Linked DNA regions of Mus musculus: regions 1, 2, 3 and 4 are each linked to region 5. The links are chromatin contacts, called in public promoter capture Hi-C maps. All regions are on one chromosome and are shown on one strand. Each heading gives the region's core, a stretch centred on a gene start, on an enhancer-like site or on the middle of the called end of the contact. The rest is flanking DNA. Distances are from core to core; before and after follow the strand shown.

What was found. Promoter capture Hi-C pulls out the DNA fragments that hold promoters and counts their contacts.
Region 1: a promoter capture Hi-C map of neural stem cells shows a contact between it and region 5. The contact joins the promoter of Pbx4 here to the promoter of D130040H23Rik in region 5. A contact is called at or near these places in 4 of 39 promoter capture datasets (the 3T3-L1 cell line, cranial neural crest, liver and 1 more) and 2 of 115 datasets of contacts at active chromatin or transcription factors (embryonic stem cells and extraembryonic endoderm stem cells).
Region 2: a promoter capture Hi-C map of hippocampal neurons shows a contact between it and region 5, with 2.5 times the contacts expected there. The contact joins the promoter of Atp13a1 here to the promoter of D130040H23Rik in region 5. A contact is called at or near these places in 7 of 39 promoter capture datasets (the 3T3-L1 cell line, the C10 cell line, cranial neural crest and 3 more), 1 of 484 Hi-C or Micro-C datasets (B cells), 1 of 115 datasets of contacts at active chromatin or transcription factors (embryonic stem cells) and 2 of 9 other capture datasets (adipose tissue and pancreatic islet).
Region 3: a contact with region 5 is called in a promoter capture Hi-C map of hippocampal neurons, with 2.3 times the contacts expected there. The contact joins the promoter of Yjefn3 here to the promoter of D130040H23Rik in region 5. A contact is called at or near these places in 5 of 39 promoter capture datasets (the 3T3-L1 cell line, the C10 cell line, cranial neural crest and 2 more).
Region 4: a contact with region 5 is called in a promoter capture Hi-C map of maxillary cranial neural crest. The contact joins the promoter of Gmip here to the promoter of D130040H23Rik in region 5. A contact is called at or near these places in 4 of 39 promoter capture datasets (the 3T3-L1 cell line, cranial neural crest, liver and 1 more), 1 of 115 datasets of contacts at active chromatin or transcription factors (embryonic stem cells) and 1 of 9 other capture datasets (adipose tissue).

The regions. Positions count from the first base shown.
Region 1 is chr8:69,831,332-69,834,031 of GRCm38.p6, reverse strand. Pbx4 (pre B cell leukemia homeobox 4) reads right to left here and starts at 1,408. Exons shown (of 8, transcript NM_001024954.2): 1 at 1,181-1,408. The coding sequence starts at 1,323.
Region 2 is chr8:69,789,872-69,792,571 of GRCm38.p6, reverse strand. It overlaps Atp13a1 (ATPase type 13A1), which reads right to left and starts at 1,409. Exons shown (of 26, transcript NM_133224.2): 1 at 931-1,409. The coding sequence starts at 1,317.
Region 3 is chr8:69,892,597-69,895,296 of GRCm38.p6, reverse strand. It overlaps Yjefn3 (YjeF N-terminal domain containing 3), which reads left to right and starts at 1,314. Exons shown (of 6, transcript NM_001353930.2): 1 at 1,314-1,386. The coding sequence starts at 1,322. Ndufa13 (NADH:ubiquinone oxidoreductase subunit A13) reads left to right here. Exons shown (of 5, transcript NM_001382215.1): 3 at 1-55; 4 at 722-793; 5 at 887-1,128. The coding sequence ends at 1,076.
Region 4 is chr8:69,807,306-69,810,005 of GRCm38.p6, reverse strand. It overlaps Gmip (Gem-interacting protein), which reads right to left and starts at 1,319. Exons shown (of 21, transcript NM_198101.1): 1 at 1,186-1,319; 2 at 148-232. The coding sequence starts at 1,204. Atp13a1 (ATPase type 13A1) reads right to left here. Exons shown (of 26, transcript NM_133224.2): 25 at 2,671-2,700; 26 at 2,257-2,587. The coding sequence ends at 2,477.
Region 5 is chr8:69,269,698-69,272,397 of GRCm38.p6, reverse strand. It overlaps D130040H23Rik (RIKEN cDNA D130040H23 gene), which reads right to left and starts at 1,294. Exons shown (of 5, transcript NM_001384124.1): 1 at 1,207-1,294.

The sequences.
Region 1 (2,700 bases), core at 159-2,658, 560 kb before region 5:
TGCACAAAGCCCTGTGTTCAGCCTGAGCATCACACGAGCTGGGTGTGCTGGTACATGCACTCAGGGAGGCTGAGGCAGGAGATCATCCTGGACTGTATGTGTTGTATGGAGAGTTTCAGGCTAGCCTGGGAAACATGAGGTCCTCTCCCAAACAAACAGACAAATAAATATAAAGAAAAGGAATCCTTGGGATGTGGTTAGTGGGTGGCGGATGACTCTCACCCCAGCACTCTGAAGGTAAAGACTGCATGATCAGGAGTTCAAGGTTATCTTTTGTTTGTTTGTTTGTTTGTTTGAGTCTCTGGATGGTTCTAGCCAGGGTTTCTCTGTGTAGCCCTGGCTGTCCTGGAACTCGCTTTGCAGACTAGGCTGGCCTCGAACTCAAAGATCCTTCCAAGGTTATCTTTTAATAAGTTTGAGGGATGGAGAGAGGGCTCAGTGGTTAAGAGCACTGACTGCTCTTCCAGAGATCCTGAGTTCAATTCCCAGCAACCACTTGGTGGCTCACAGTCATCTGTAATGGGATCTGATGCCCTCTTCTGGTGTGTCTGAAGACAGCTACAGTGTACTCATATACATAAAATAACTGACTCTTTAAAAAAAATGATGAGTTTGAAGCAAGCCTGGTGATAAAAGCTCCTGCCAGGTTGGGGGTGGGTACACTGGAGAGAGAGCTTAGTGGTTTAGTGTACTCGCTACACTCCCAAAGAACTGGAGATCTCTACTCACATGTCGGGAGCACACACACATACACACAAAGAGAAAATAAAAACTATAAAAAGACGGGTGCCCTCTATGTCCACCCAGCTCCCCATATCCGTTCCTGAAAGTTCTCAACGGATCCTGTATCAGATCATTCTAGTACAGGCTCTTCAGTAGCTTCTCTTCCACTGTGTGACTTGCAAACTTGCGGTCTTTGCCCTACCCCAACCCTACGCGTCCGCCAATAATAGATCACTTAACCCTTCCAATGTCTCCTGTTCCCAGGGCCGGGCTTTTACCTCCATAACTCTGATACCCTCTTTCCTCACGAAGTCACCCTTTAGTCCAGGACAAATTCTTGTATCCTTCATTCCCTCTGGCCCAAGATCACTCCGCCTGTCCATCACTCCAAGCTCAGCTGCACCTGTCCCATCCTCATCCCGCCTCCGCCCCTTCCCTTCCTGCCCGGGAGCCGCACCTGGCCTGAGCCTCGTCCAGGCTCTGGTCGGTGATGGCCATGATCTGCTGCAGGACGTCGCTCGTGTCATGGCCTAGTGGAGCTGTGGTCGGCAGGCGGCGCGGGGCGGGCTGTGGCGGCACGGGACGCAGAGGGGCGGCCATGGGCTACAGTCCCGAGCGAGCGCAGAGGGACAGGTCCCGCCGGGCTCTCGCGCTTGCGCAGCAGCCAACCGCCGCAGACCCAGGGACCACGCCTCCTTCAAGTCCACTAGCCAATAAAACGCCCTTTTCATCTATCTTCGCCGTGCATCACCCTCTCCTTCGCGATGCGCCCCAAACAGCTTCTCAACGGCTGCTGAGGGTTGAGGGTTGTCTAGGAAACAGGAATTCTCTTCTGATCCTCCCACCCCTCAGGACACGCCCCCTGTGGGCGCCGTCACCAATCAGCACCATGCACTGTTCCCCCTCCTCAGCGACTAGCTAGAAACTTCCTTTCTCAACTGCCAGTAAGAAAGGAACCCCATGGTTGGGGTTGCCATGGTAACGACTACCGCCTGCATTTGCTTAAGTCTGGTGCACTTTATGGCTACCTTCCCCATCATAGGCCCTCGTCCCTTGCTTACTCCAGTGCCTCTGCCTTCTCTTTAGTCCTGGATCTGTTTAGGTTATCACTTCTTCACAGGGCCCGGGTTCTTTACAGTCATTCACATCTGAGTTTACTTCCTCAGAGGCTTGCATCCTCACTGTTTGCTCCCCATCTTCATATTTTTCAAAAATTTCAAAAATTTGTGGGTGGGCAAGGCGACACATGCCTTTAATCCCAACACCAGGGAGATGGATCTCTGTGAGCTCTAGGCTAGCCTAGGCTACATAGTTTCCAGACAGCCAGGGCTATACAGAGAGACCTTGTTTCAAAAATAACTTGAGACAGAGTCTCTTATTGCCCATGCTGTCCTCAAGTTTGTTATGTAATGAAGGTTGCCCGAGTTTGCTATGATTGGAGCATGATCTCGAACTTTCTTCTACCTCTAACTCCTAAGTGCTGGGATGAGTGCTGTGTGCCACAGGGCCCTGTTTGTGTGGTGAAGAGGATGGAATTCAGGGCAGCAAGCATACCAGACAAAACCCTACCAACCTAACTATATCTGTACCCTAAATTTTCAGCGTCTTGAGTCAGTGCCTCATATAGTTCAAACTGATATCAAATTCACTGGTAACTGAGAGTGCCTTCCCCTCTCCTCACTGCCCTGGCTACTTCCTCAGAACTGTGGGTCTTCCTCCTCATAGCTCCCCACAGCTCCTCAGAATTCCCACTCCCCAGTCCTGCCTCTTCCTCAAGGCCTCTCACACCTGAGTCCCAGGCTCCGCAAAATTTCTGGTCCTTTTCACAGTCCCTCCCACCCCCCGCCCTGGGGTTCTCCCAGCAGCCCTCAGGGTCCTCCACTCTATGACTCCTCAGAATTCTTCTGGGCTGGTGAGATGGCTCAGTGGGTAAGAGCACCCGACTGCTCTTCTGAAGGTCCAGAGTTCAAATCCCAG
Region 2 (2,700 bases), core at 160-2,659, 520 kb before region 5:
TTCCTTCAGTCACTGACACTGCCTCCCTTTTCTAAAGACCTACCCAGAACAGATATTGGTGTGCCAGGCTTCAAATCTGGTGATCTGTAGTGTGCTCACTGGGTATTACCCTCAACCTAGAGTACCTTAAAGTCAGTGCTTCCTGTAGTGACACTATGTTTAGAGTTCTGAATTTAGAATCACTGCACCATTCTGACAAGCCCTCATCTTAACCATACCTTACCGATAACTTGAGACTCTACGCTATTTTAAGTCACTTACAAGTAGTTCCTGGCCATCTTCAGCACCAGAATGAATTACACTCTCTTTTGGGTCTAGCAAGGGACAGACAGAAGCTGAACACTGGGCCATAGGACTTGGCTTCATACATTTGGGGGTATTACCCCACAGGTCTAATCTAACACTTAAAAAAAAAAAAAAGAAAGAAAGACCAACACAAGAGTAGAAGCCAGAAATAGTGACACAGGCTTTTAACCCGAGAACTCTGGAGGCAGAGCTAGGCGGTTCTCAGTGAGTCCTAGACGACCCAAGGCTGCATAGTGAGATCCTATCTTACAGGAAAAAAAAAAAAAGAGTAAGAAAAGAAAACCAAAACCAAGGTAGGAGATGACGGAGAAGCAAGGCGGAACCGTTCCAAGAACAATACACCATATGGGAGCTAAGAGAACAATTCACACTAACAGTAGCATATGGATCCTGCTCTAAGTGTGTTCCAGGTGTTTCTTGTGAATCAAAATAACCAGCCACAACTGCATGGCGAGTCACAGCGGGGTCAGAAGTAGGCCTGAGCCATAGGACAGGGGGCGCCGCTGGAGAATCGAGCTGTTAAGATTGGAGACTCGCAAGCCCGCGGCAGCCCGGTACCCCCGCTAGGCCCCATTGTGCCTGGGTCCCGGTCCGGGTCGGGGTCGGGCGCGCGCGCGCACTTACCGGGGTGCAGGTGAGCGCGCAGTGCGCGTGCACAGACCAATGCCCCGACAGGACAGTGAGTGCGTGCGCGAGGCAGATGGTGGCGAGCGCCAGCAGCGCGGCCTCGGGTATCTGGGTCCAGCTGCTGCCCCATCCCCAGCAACCGCTGGCGGCGGCGCCCAGCCAGGCTGGGTACAGCAGCCCGGCAAACGGCAGCACGGTGAGGCGCCGCAGAAGCGCCAGCCGCCGGTACGGCCACACGGCGGCCACCAGTTCGTCGCCGTTCGCTATGAGTGCTGGCCCGGCAGCTAGGCCCGGCCGCAATCGCGACCCAGGCTGAGGAGACCCGTTGTCCCGGGCCCCGCCAGGCCGGGCTCCGCAAGGAACCGCGTTGCCCACCACCGCCATCTTTCCCAGCGCTGCGCTGGCTTCCGGCAGAGGCACCGCCCCACTTCCGGTCTATTACTTCCGGTAAGGTCTGAGCGCCACCTTGGAATAGGAAGCGCCTAGGTAAACCGTTAGGTGGGTTAACACAAGTGTCTGTTCAGGGCGCCGCCATGACAAAGAAGGTACCAAAGGTCCAAATCAGCTTGCTAAGGTCGGCCGTGGCGAACTAAGAACGCAAAAGATGTAGACGGGCAGGGCGGGATTGACATCAGCAAGAGACCCTGAAACGGAAGAGCCCGTCCCTTCTCAGCAACTTTTCCGGCATCTATCTAGGAAAGAGCCTCCGTTTGGGGAGGAGAAAAGCTTACCCTAAGATACAAACTTTAGGACTTGGGACCTTTTGAGGGCGGGTTTGGGAGGAGGCGGAGCTTTCGCAAGGTAGGGTTGAGGGTGCCTTTTCCATGCAAGCCATACGGTAATAAGTACACAAGGTCACATTAACATAAATGGAAAATTAGGTACTTATGAAATATACTATGATGCTTTATGCAACTATTCTGTACAAGTACTGTTATTTAAACACAGCCATAAGAAGGTTTTGAAGATTTAAAAATATATAAGTATGTATCTGTCTCTGTGTGTGTGTGTGTGTGTGTGTGCGCGCGCGCGCTGTGCAGTTCCTACGGGGCCCTAAGAATTCGTCTGAGGTGGGAGCGGGTAAAAAAAAAAAAAAAAGAATGTGTCTGAATCCTGGATTTGGAGTTACAGTTAGTTGTGAGTGTGAGTTCTGGGAATTAAATACAGATCCTCTGGAAGAGCAGCCAGTGCTGATAGTGGCCGCTGCCTTTGACTCGCGAGTGCTGGCCACCCTACCCAGATCCAATATAGATCATTTTTATTCTTTTTCAATGTTATTTTGCTTGGTAGTGCAGGGCATCTCATGTATAAGCAAAGCTGAAGTAGGAAGATGACAACTTCAAGGTCATCTGAGAACTTAAGGAGACTTTTTCCAGACTTAAAAAAAAAAATAAAAGTGTTGGCTAGTTCAGTGTTAGAGTGCTTGCCCAGCATTCTTGAAATCCTGGGTTTCATTCTTTGTAAAAACAAACAAATAGAAAAACTCACACAGCCCCCTGACTGCAGCCTGCTGTTGCATAGTGATTTTCTCTCAGTTGAAATGACTGGAGGAAAGTTTGATAAGAGGACTAAGGAAGTTCTAAAGGCAGGCCTTGTCTCCTCGCTTCTCTTCACTCTATCCCACCCCAGGGGATTAGTCTCCAGTCCTTGGGCTTGGCAGCAAATGCTCTTGCCCTCTGAGCCTGCTCTCTACAGAGAGGTCCGTTAAGACTCAGGAAATAATTCAGAGGCTGAAGAAATTCCTGAAACCTTAGCAGGTGCAGCAGG
Region 3 (2,700 bases), core at 65-2,564, 620 kb before region 5:
TCGGGGCCTTGATCTTTGGCTACTGGAGAATGATGAGGTGGAACCAGGAGCGCAGGTAGGCCCTGCTCACCACCATGGAGGGGTTCTGTGAGGATGAGGGAACTCCTACTTCCTGTCCTGAAGTAAAACGCTGAGACCAGGCCTTCAGCTGTTGGACTTGGGCTTCACAGCTGGCACTGTGGGTGGTAACCAGCAGGTGGTGGGCTTGGCCTTGGTACATGGTGGCAGGTACCAGAGAGCCCAAGACCGTGAGTGTCATAGATGAAAAGTTTCCCTGGAAAGATTCCTTCCTGGGTTCCCGTTTCCTCAGCCCCTGAAGTTGAGAAGTTCGACTCCCTGTGGGGATAAATAAGAACAGTGGAAGAAGGCCCTGCAGGCCCAGCCCCCTGCTATTTTGAGAACAAAGGGAATTGGTTTTGTAAAGCCCAGAGCCTAGTGATGAGTGTCCCCCTCCATCCAGAGCATCAAGCAGGGCTATTTTTAGGATTTTTAAAAAATGTTTATTTGAAAGGAAAGTGTGAAGCTGGCAGTTTTATGGCTGCTATTGCCTGCCTGTGCCAGCTGTGCCCTAGCTTGCCCTCCTGTCCCAACTCAGGTGGCCAGCATTGGCCCCAGCTTCCCCCTCCCCACCAGCCCCACCAGCGCCCTGTGGCCCTGTCACGTCTGTGTCCCACACTCTCCCAATGGCCACATCTGACCCCACTGGGTATTGATTTTCCAGGCGCCTGCTGATTGAGGACTTGGAGGCCAGGATCGCCCTCATGCCGCTCTTCCAGGCAGAGAAGGACCGGAGGTAGGCTAGGGTGGGAGGTCCAGTGGAGCTATCAGGGACTGGGAGGAAGGGACAATGGTTTGCCTTGAGCTTAGCCATGCCTCGTGGCCACAGGACCCTGCAGATTCTCCGGGAAAACCTGGAGGAGGAAGCCATCATCATGAAGGATGTGCCCAACTGGAAGGTGGGCGAGTCTGTGTTCCATACCACACGATGGGTGCCACCCCTCATTGGCGAGATGTATGGGTTGCGCACCAAGGAGGAGATGAGCAATGCCAACTTCGGCTTCACCTGGTACACTTAGGGCCTGAGCCAACGCACATAATAAAGAGTGGTCAAATAAAATGTTGACTCTATAGTGACTCTATCGTGGATCCTTAATCGCTGGGCCCGCGGCCCAGTCATCACAGAGTTAAGTCACCCCGTGCTTTGGCCAATGGCTGTATGGAGCGCCTCCTAGTGGCCTCAGATTAGCAGGTGCCTAGTCACAGGGCTCCGCCTCCGGGCCACACTTAAAAGGCAGCGCGGAGCCAGCTTGCCCATGCGACCATGAGCAGCAGTGTGCACAACAACACGGGCCCTGTCCAGTTGCCAGAGGAGAGGCGCTTTCTCAGGTCAGTGGGTGACAAGGGGTCGCGGCCAGGGTGGCAGGCAGGAGGCAGGTGAGTCTGGGGCTTAAGGTCTGCTGGGAGCTTGCAGGTGCATCCAAAGCTGAGTTGCCAAGGAAACTGCATTCCAGGCAAGCCAGCCCTCATAGTCACCCACCAGGTTCTCTATTGTCAGAGAGAAATTGTTTGAGATGTGGTCAGGGGCTTGGAGTCACACAGAGGCTTTGAATATCTACTGCCACTGGGAGCCACAGGGGGCTCAGGATGCCTTGCCAAAGCCCCTGGCACATTTTGGAGTACAGAATGTATGCATGATGCCTGTGAACAAGTGATGGGGAGGGCACCCGGGTGCCTTAGCTGGATGGTTTCTTGCCTTTCTAGAAGTAATTTGGGATTTTCAGGCTTAATTCCCTTCAACACTGGACCTGAAAAGAGATCTAAGCTTGGCTGCTCCTGTCCTAGGAGCTGGAATTGAGTGGGACCTCCCAATATCAGGCCCCAAGTGGCGGGGGGGGAGGGGGGGGGCTGCTCCCCCAGCTCGCATCCACTCTGCACCAGGGTCAGCGCTGCCCCTTGGTTGGGTTCTCTAGGACTGCTCACTGTCCCTGCTATCATAGCTTCAGGTGAAGACAGGGAAAAGATCAGCACCCCACCCACCCCTGCAGAGGCAGCAACCATGGCTGTCCGACCAAAGTGGGACTGAGCCTCTCTCTCCACAGTGATGCCTATGAGTGGAGGCCAGAGGCTCCCATCAGGTCTGCCTTCCTCTAGTCTCCTCCATCTTATTATTTAAGAGTCTCTCACTAAACCTAGACTATTGATTGTCTAGGCTGGCTGGCCAGCAAGTCCACAGATCCTCCTGCATGTCCCTTGACAGTGCTTGGGTCACAGACACACCTGCTGTGCCCAGCTGTTTATCCACCCCACCCCACCTCTGCAGGTTCTAGGAATTAAACTGATTGCAAAGGCAGCAGTTTGTCGACTCTTAAGGCATGTCTGTGAATTTATTGTGAAGGTGTCTGTACAGGAAATAGACATTGGGTCCCCTGAAGCTGGAACTGCCCAGCGTGGGTGCTGGGAGCTGTACTCAGGCCCCTTGCAGGAGCAGTTCTGGCTCTTAGCCACTGAGACATCTCACATCCCTCCAGCATTGTTTTTGAAACAGAATTTCAGAAAGCAGGACTAGTGAGAGTCCTGCCTCACCCTCCAAGTGCTGGGATTCAAGTTTGTGCCACTGTGTCTGGGCCTTTTCCCACGCTGAGCACAAGCTGGATGTGCTGTGCCAGAAGCTGGCCAGGTGGCCCGTGCCTTCTCCATCCC
Region 4 (2,700 bases), core at 70-2,569, 540 kb before region 5:
GAATACCAGAGGGCCCAGTTGTTTGGAGGGGGGGGCTCCTGTCTTAGGCTCAGGAGGTTGGAAGTCAGGGTGTCTGGATGTGGGGCAGCATGATACCCAAATAATTAGGGAGCTCTGCCCAATGTGGTGACACAGGCTCAGACTCACACGTTCCCCAATGATATCTCGAGGTTGTCCAGGCTCTGGAAGATGTCACTGTATCTCTTCCTGCCCTCAGGAGCTGGGGTTAGCTCTGGGGGAGGGAAGTGTAAGAAAACATGAGCCAACCAGTGTCTCTCTCCACCCATTAGTAGTGGCAAAGCAATCCGAATGTACCTCAACAACCACTCTCAAGCAGAGGTGGGAAGGGGGGCGGGCGGAGAGGGGAGAGAAGGAGGGGGGAGGGAGGGGGACAGAGAGAGAGAGAGAGAGAGAGAGAGAGAGAGAGAGAGAGAGAGAGAGAGAGAGAGAGAGAGAGAGAGAGAGAGAGAGAGAGAGAGAGAGAGAGAGAGAGAGCGCTTCGGTGGGGTCATTTCTGATTCCACAGATGGATCCAGGTAAAATCTCAGAGAAGCGTTTGCTCACAGCCACAGGGACACCATGCATGGGAGGACCCATAAGCAAAGGAAGGAAACAGATGCAGCTGCCATATGAATGCTGGAGTAGAGGGCTGGCTTGACAATGGAGCCACATGGACCCCAGGCCAGACAGATGGAAAAGCACGTGGGACACACAGGCACTTAGCCTGCGGTATAAACACACGCGAGTACCGCTGAAACCACGAGGGACAGGACTGAATGACACTCGATACACAAAGACAGCCGGAAACATAACCCAGTTCTAGCCACAATTCTGCCGCCGCCCCCTAGCCTGATGCCTCGGGGCTACCTGCAGGAATATTGGCCATGACACCCTGCCCCCATCCATCCTACGATCAGAAGCAGAAGCGGCCACTTCCCCTTCCTGGGCCCCTTCCCCCAGGCATCCGGGGTGCCCGCTCTGGCGGGCAATCCGAGGGCTGAAGGCTGGCGTCGTGAGCACTGTGCGCTTCAGGGGTCTCCAAGGTGCTCGGGGATCCCCTCGTTCCTTCCCCTGTCAGTACTCCTTTCCCGGCTGTCAGATAGCTCAGGGGTAAGTTGGGTTTTCTGGTTTAGGAACTGAGGAGCGGTGGTGGGAGGCCCCCCCCCTTCGGTCCCCACCCCGTACCTGTCTCCGCTGAGTCCATGGCGATGCCCGGGGGCAGGGGGTGGGGTGGGGAACGCGCGGCAATGCTGAGAAAGGGACAGGGCTGCGCGCCGCCCGGGACCAGCCCGATTTCCTGCCTCTGCCGACCCAGTGGTGTCGCCCCGCCCCAGCTATGCCACGCCTCGAGACGACCACGCCCCTCCCGGAAGTCGCCATCGCATTTGACTAGCTTCCAGAGTTTACCCCAGTAGAGGAGCCCCAGCGAGCCAGGGGTCCCTTCTGTAGATTTCTGTAGCACCCTAAGTCCCTGTAGCACTCTTCCAGCAAGCCGGGGATGTCTGCCCCAGAACATTCCACACCCAGCGACTAGATTTAACTCCCCGCCTAGGCTTTTAGATCCAGGGCACTCCTGTGAAGAACTGCAATGAAGGACTGCAATAAACCCCAAATCTCCAGGGCAGGCTTATTTTGTTTGTTTTGTTGTTTTGGAGACAAGTGTCTCACTATGTGGCCTGGCTTGGTTTATTTGGTGTGTGGGACTGATTAGCCTCCAACTCAGAGATCCCCTGCCTCTGCCTGCTGAGATTAATGATGCACACCAGGGCTGGAGAGATGGCTCAGCAGTTAAGAGCACTGTCTGTTTTTCCAGAGGTCCTGAGTTCAATCCCTAACAACCACATGGTGACTCACAACCATCTATAATGAGATCTGATGTCTTCTTTTCTGGTTCAGCATGAAGAGAGAATAAATCTTCAAGTAAAAGTGCAAACCACTGTCTAAGTGGGTGAGGCTCCTGAGGTGGTCGGCTCCCTTTCAAAGCAGTCAGTGGTTTTAGGGCAGGCAAGGCCACAAACACCTTGCACTGTGACCTCCATGCATGTAAGGAGGCTATCCACGGTGGCCAGTGACAGTGCGCCTGACAAGAGAGAGGATGTGCACGACACTAGAAAACCTGAGGTCCTAGGTCCAGGAACGCCCGCAGAGGGTGTCTCTCTCCTCTGGGCCTGTGGTAATCCTAGGCCCTTGAGTGACCACCTGGCCCCTCCAATTCCCAGGGGGCCCTGTGTGGCACAGATATAAGTGGCAGCAAGCTTTATAAAATTGCAGACGCCGATTTATTTACCAAAGGTGCTAGCCAGGACTCTTCTACTAGCCCGGCCAGCGGATGCCCACAAGGGTCCCAACTCAGTCTTCCAAGAGCAAGGCAGGGCTGCCTCACTGTGGAGATGGGAGCAGTGCTCCCTCCTGGGGCAGCGGCGGTTTTCCTGTTCAGTGGCAGCCAGGGTAGGCAGTGGATACCAGCACCATCTTCTCAGGAAGGCACTCTCAGCTTCGGAGTCCCCAAAAAGAACTGTAGGACACGGTCAGCCAGGAGTGCCAGGCAGAAGTCCAGGGCCAGGACCTGGCCGATGACCAGCTTGAACTGTCAAGAAGGAAGCAGGCTGAGCTGGGTCTGTGGCTGAGCTGGGCCAGGCTGGGCCAGGGCCACTGCTCAGAACCACTCACCTCTACAGGGATGTCCACAAGGCCAAACTG
Region 5 (2,700 bases), core at 45-2,544:
CCTAAATTAAGAAAATAAAAAGTGTACATGTTATTAAGTTAAAAAATTTTTAAAAGGTAAAAATAATTGAAAAAAAAATCTTAGCACTATTGACCTGGAAAAAGAGTAGATCCTTCCTTAGTAGAGGGAATGCCATTAATAAGATATCGATTGACCTTGCCTCTGGGCACAGTGTTAGCTGTTGAGATGTATAACCCATGACACACAGCTACAGCCAGTGAGTGGCCTGTGTCTCAAACCTCTGAGCTGACTTAACTGTGTCAATCCAGGTTTCTACTGGATCTACCAGGTTTGTTCCTCAGTTTGAGAAGGGGCAGTGCTCCTTTTCCACACAGGAAAGCCTCAGGGAAAACCTTGCTAGATCAGGCCAGCCCTCAACACAACAGTGCCCTTCCTTTTCAAAGAGCTGTGTCTTACCCATCGGGCAAAACTATGCTTTTTTAGTGGGAAAAACTAGACCTGTATAGCACACCAGACCTTGATGTTAGTTGTGACCGTGCACTACTTCTTTGAATAGCTTTTAGACAACTAACTGCCTTTTAATATGCGGATTGCGTTAGTGGCTGGTTGTAAATCTTTTGTTAGAGTTTGGGGCCAAATGTCGAGACAATTCTGGTGAGTGAACATGTGTTTCTGATCACCTCATGTCTAAGAAGCCTGGTTAGCATACTACTTATCATCATCTTTAGGATGCTTTAGAGGCAGCCCACCCTTAGCTAAACTCTACTTTGCGTGACTTATTATCTCCTAAGCATTGGTAAATCCTTTCCATCATCAACTCTACCCTTCTCCATCACAGATTATTAGCGGAGTGCTAACGAACACATGAAACGCCATTTACTACCTCCCCAAAACTAACTCCAAATGGATCGTACTCCTAAATATTAAATATGAAGCACAGAAATTCTAGAGATGCTAGAGAAACTGGGACTCTCTGAGTTTGGCAAACTGCCATCTTCAGATGCAACAAAAGCCTGGTGAAACTGACTACAAGGATACTTCTACACACTACCCCTGTTCCCAAGGCTCTGCGCAGATGCAGCTCCCAGACCACCACTGGGGTCTAGGGAGATGCAAATACCACAAAGAATCTCACAGCAGGCTGCATCTAACCACTGCTTCCCATCCGACCCCAGGGAGGGCCAACCACACGGGCTCCCGAGGTTCACAAGCCCACTGCTCACCAGGCAACCGCCCCTCGCTCACCATATCTTCTCTCCCAGGCTCGCGCTTAAGCCGCAGGTAGTGGCAAAGAACCACTAGCACTAAGGAAGCTTCAGATTCCAGCCTGCAGAAAGTCCCCCGGAAGAGCCCGCCTCCCCTTCTGACTGGAGGTCCGCCTCAAGGGTCTGATTGGCTAATGAGACTTGAGTGACAAGAACCTCCCCCTTATGCTTAGAGGATGCAGAAGGGACACAGCACAGTGTTTGCTAGAGCTGATATCAACCCCAAGGCCAGACCTTTCCCGGATATGCACATATTTGCATTTCAGTCGCATTTGCCCCTGCCTCCAACCATTCACCCTTCCGCCTTTCTGCACTCAGCAACATTTCCTTCTTCCTCCTGGACACTGGGTGGCTGGCTTGTGCATCTCATTTCACAATGTGGAGTGGAGTGATTTTTGTGTCCCACAAGTAGAAGGGAGCCACAATATTAACAATTAAGGAGAGATTTTAGGAATCAAAACGTTTGTTCTTTTGCTTGACACTGAGGCTAGGTGAAGTTCAACTGCATGTAACCTGGGAGGCAAGGGTACGTCAGAATATCCTGAGAGAAAAGCTGGAACCAGATCAGAAACACAATGATAGGTATACCTCCCACCAGAAGGCTGAATGGTACTCCACTCCTATAGGAGTTTTCCTCATGAAATGCAGGCCTGTCTCCTGACAAATTAGTAATAATGAAAAGTATAGTCTCCATGGTAACTTGAATACTTAGAATGAATTGGTTCATAGAAACATGCCTTTTATGAACACTATTCTTAGCCAGCATGTTCCTGAGTTAAGGTGAAAAGAACATAGCTGTGTATTAGTGAAGGTTCTCTAGATGAACAGAAGGGATAAAACAGATCTCTATGTAGGTAGAAAGGGAATCTATTAGAATGGCTCACAGGCTGTGGTCCAGCAAGTCCAAGAAGGGCTGTCTACCAACTAAAAGTTGAAGAATTCACTAGTTCAGTCCATTAGGCTGGTTGTCTCAGCCGGTCTTCAGTATAACCCACGATTTTAAAGATAGGGGCTCTAATGCCAGTAAAGAAATGAACTTACAAAAGTAGGCTGTTACCAGAAGGTGTGGCCCAGATTAAAGGTGAATATTGTCACCTCAAAAGATCCTGAAATGTCTTTCCACTTTAAAAGCTTTAATTAAAATCCCTCGCATGTTTTCAGCCCATTGGGTTTTAGTTAATTCCAGATGTATTCAGTCTGACTATCAAAAATTGCTATCACAGCAGACAAAACAGAAATGCTGAGCCAAAGTTCTTACCTGTATGGGCATGGGAGTCATTTCCAAAGCAATGCTGTTTCTCAAAAAAGGAAGCATGGGGATTTTTCTTAGGAAGCCTGGACACATTCACGTGGAGTTCTGCTTATTCCTCAACATGCTCATTTAACAAATACACTTTTGAACATGGTCGCAATCTAAAAGCAGAGACGTTTATGTGCCTTCTAACTCAAAGTCAAGCAGGAACATAAAAAAATT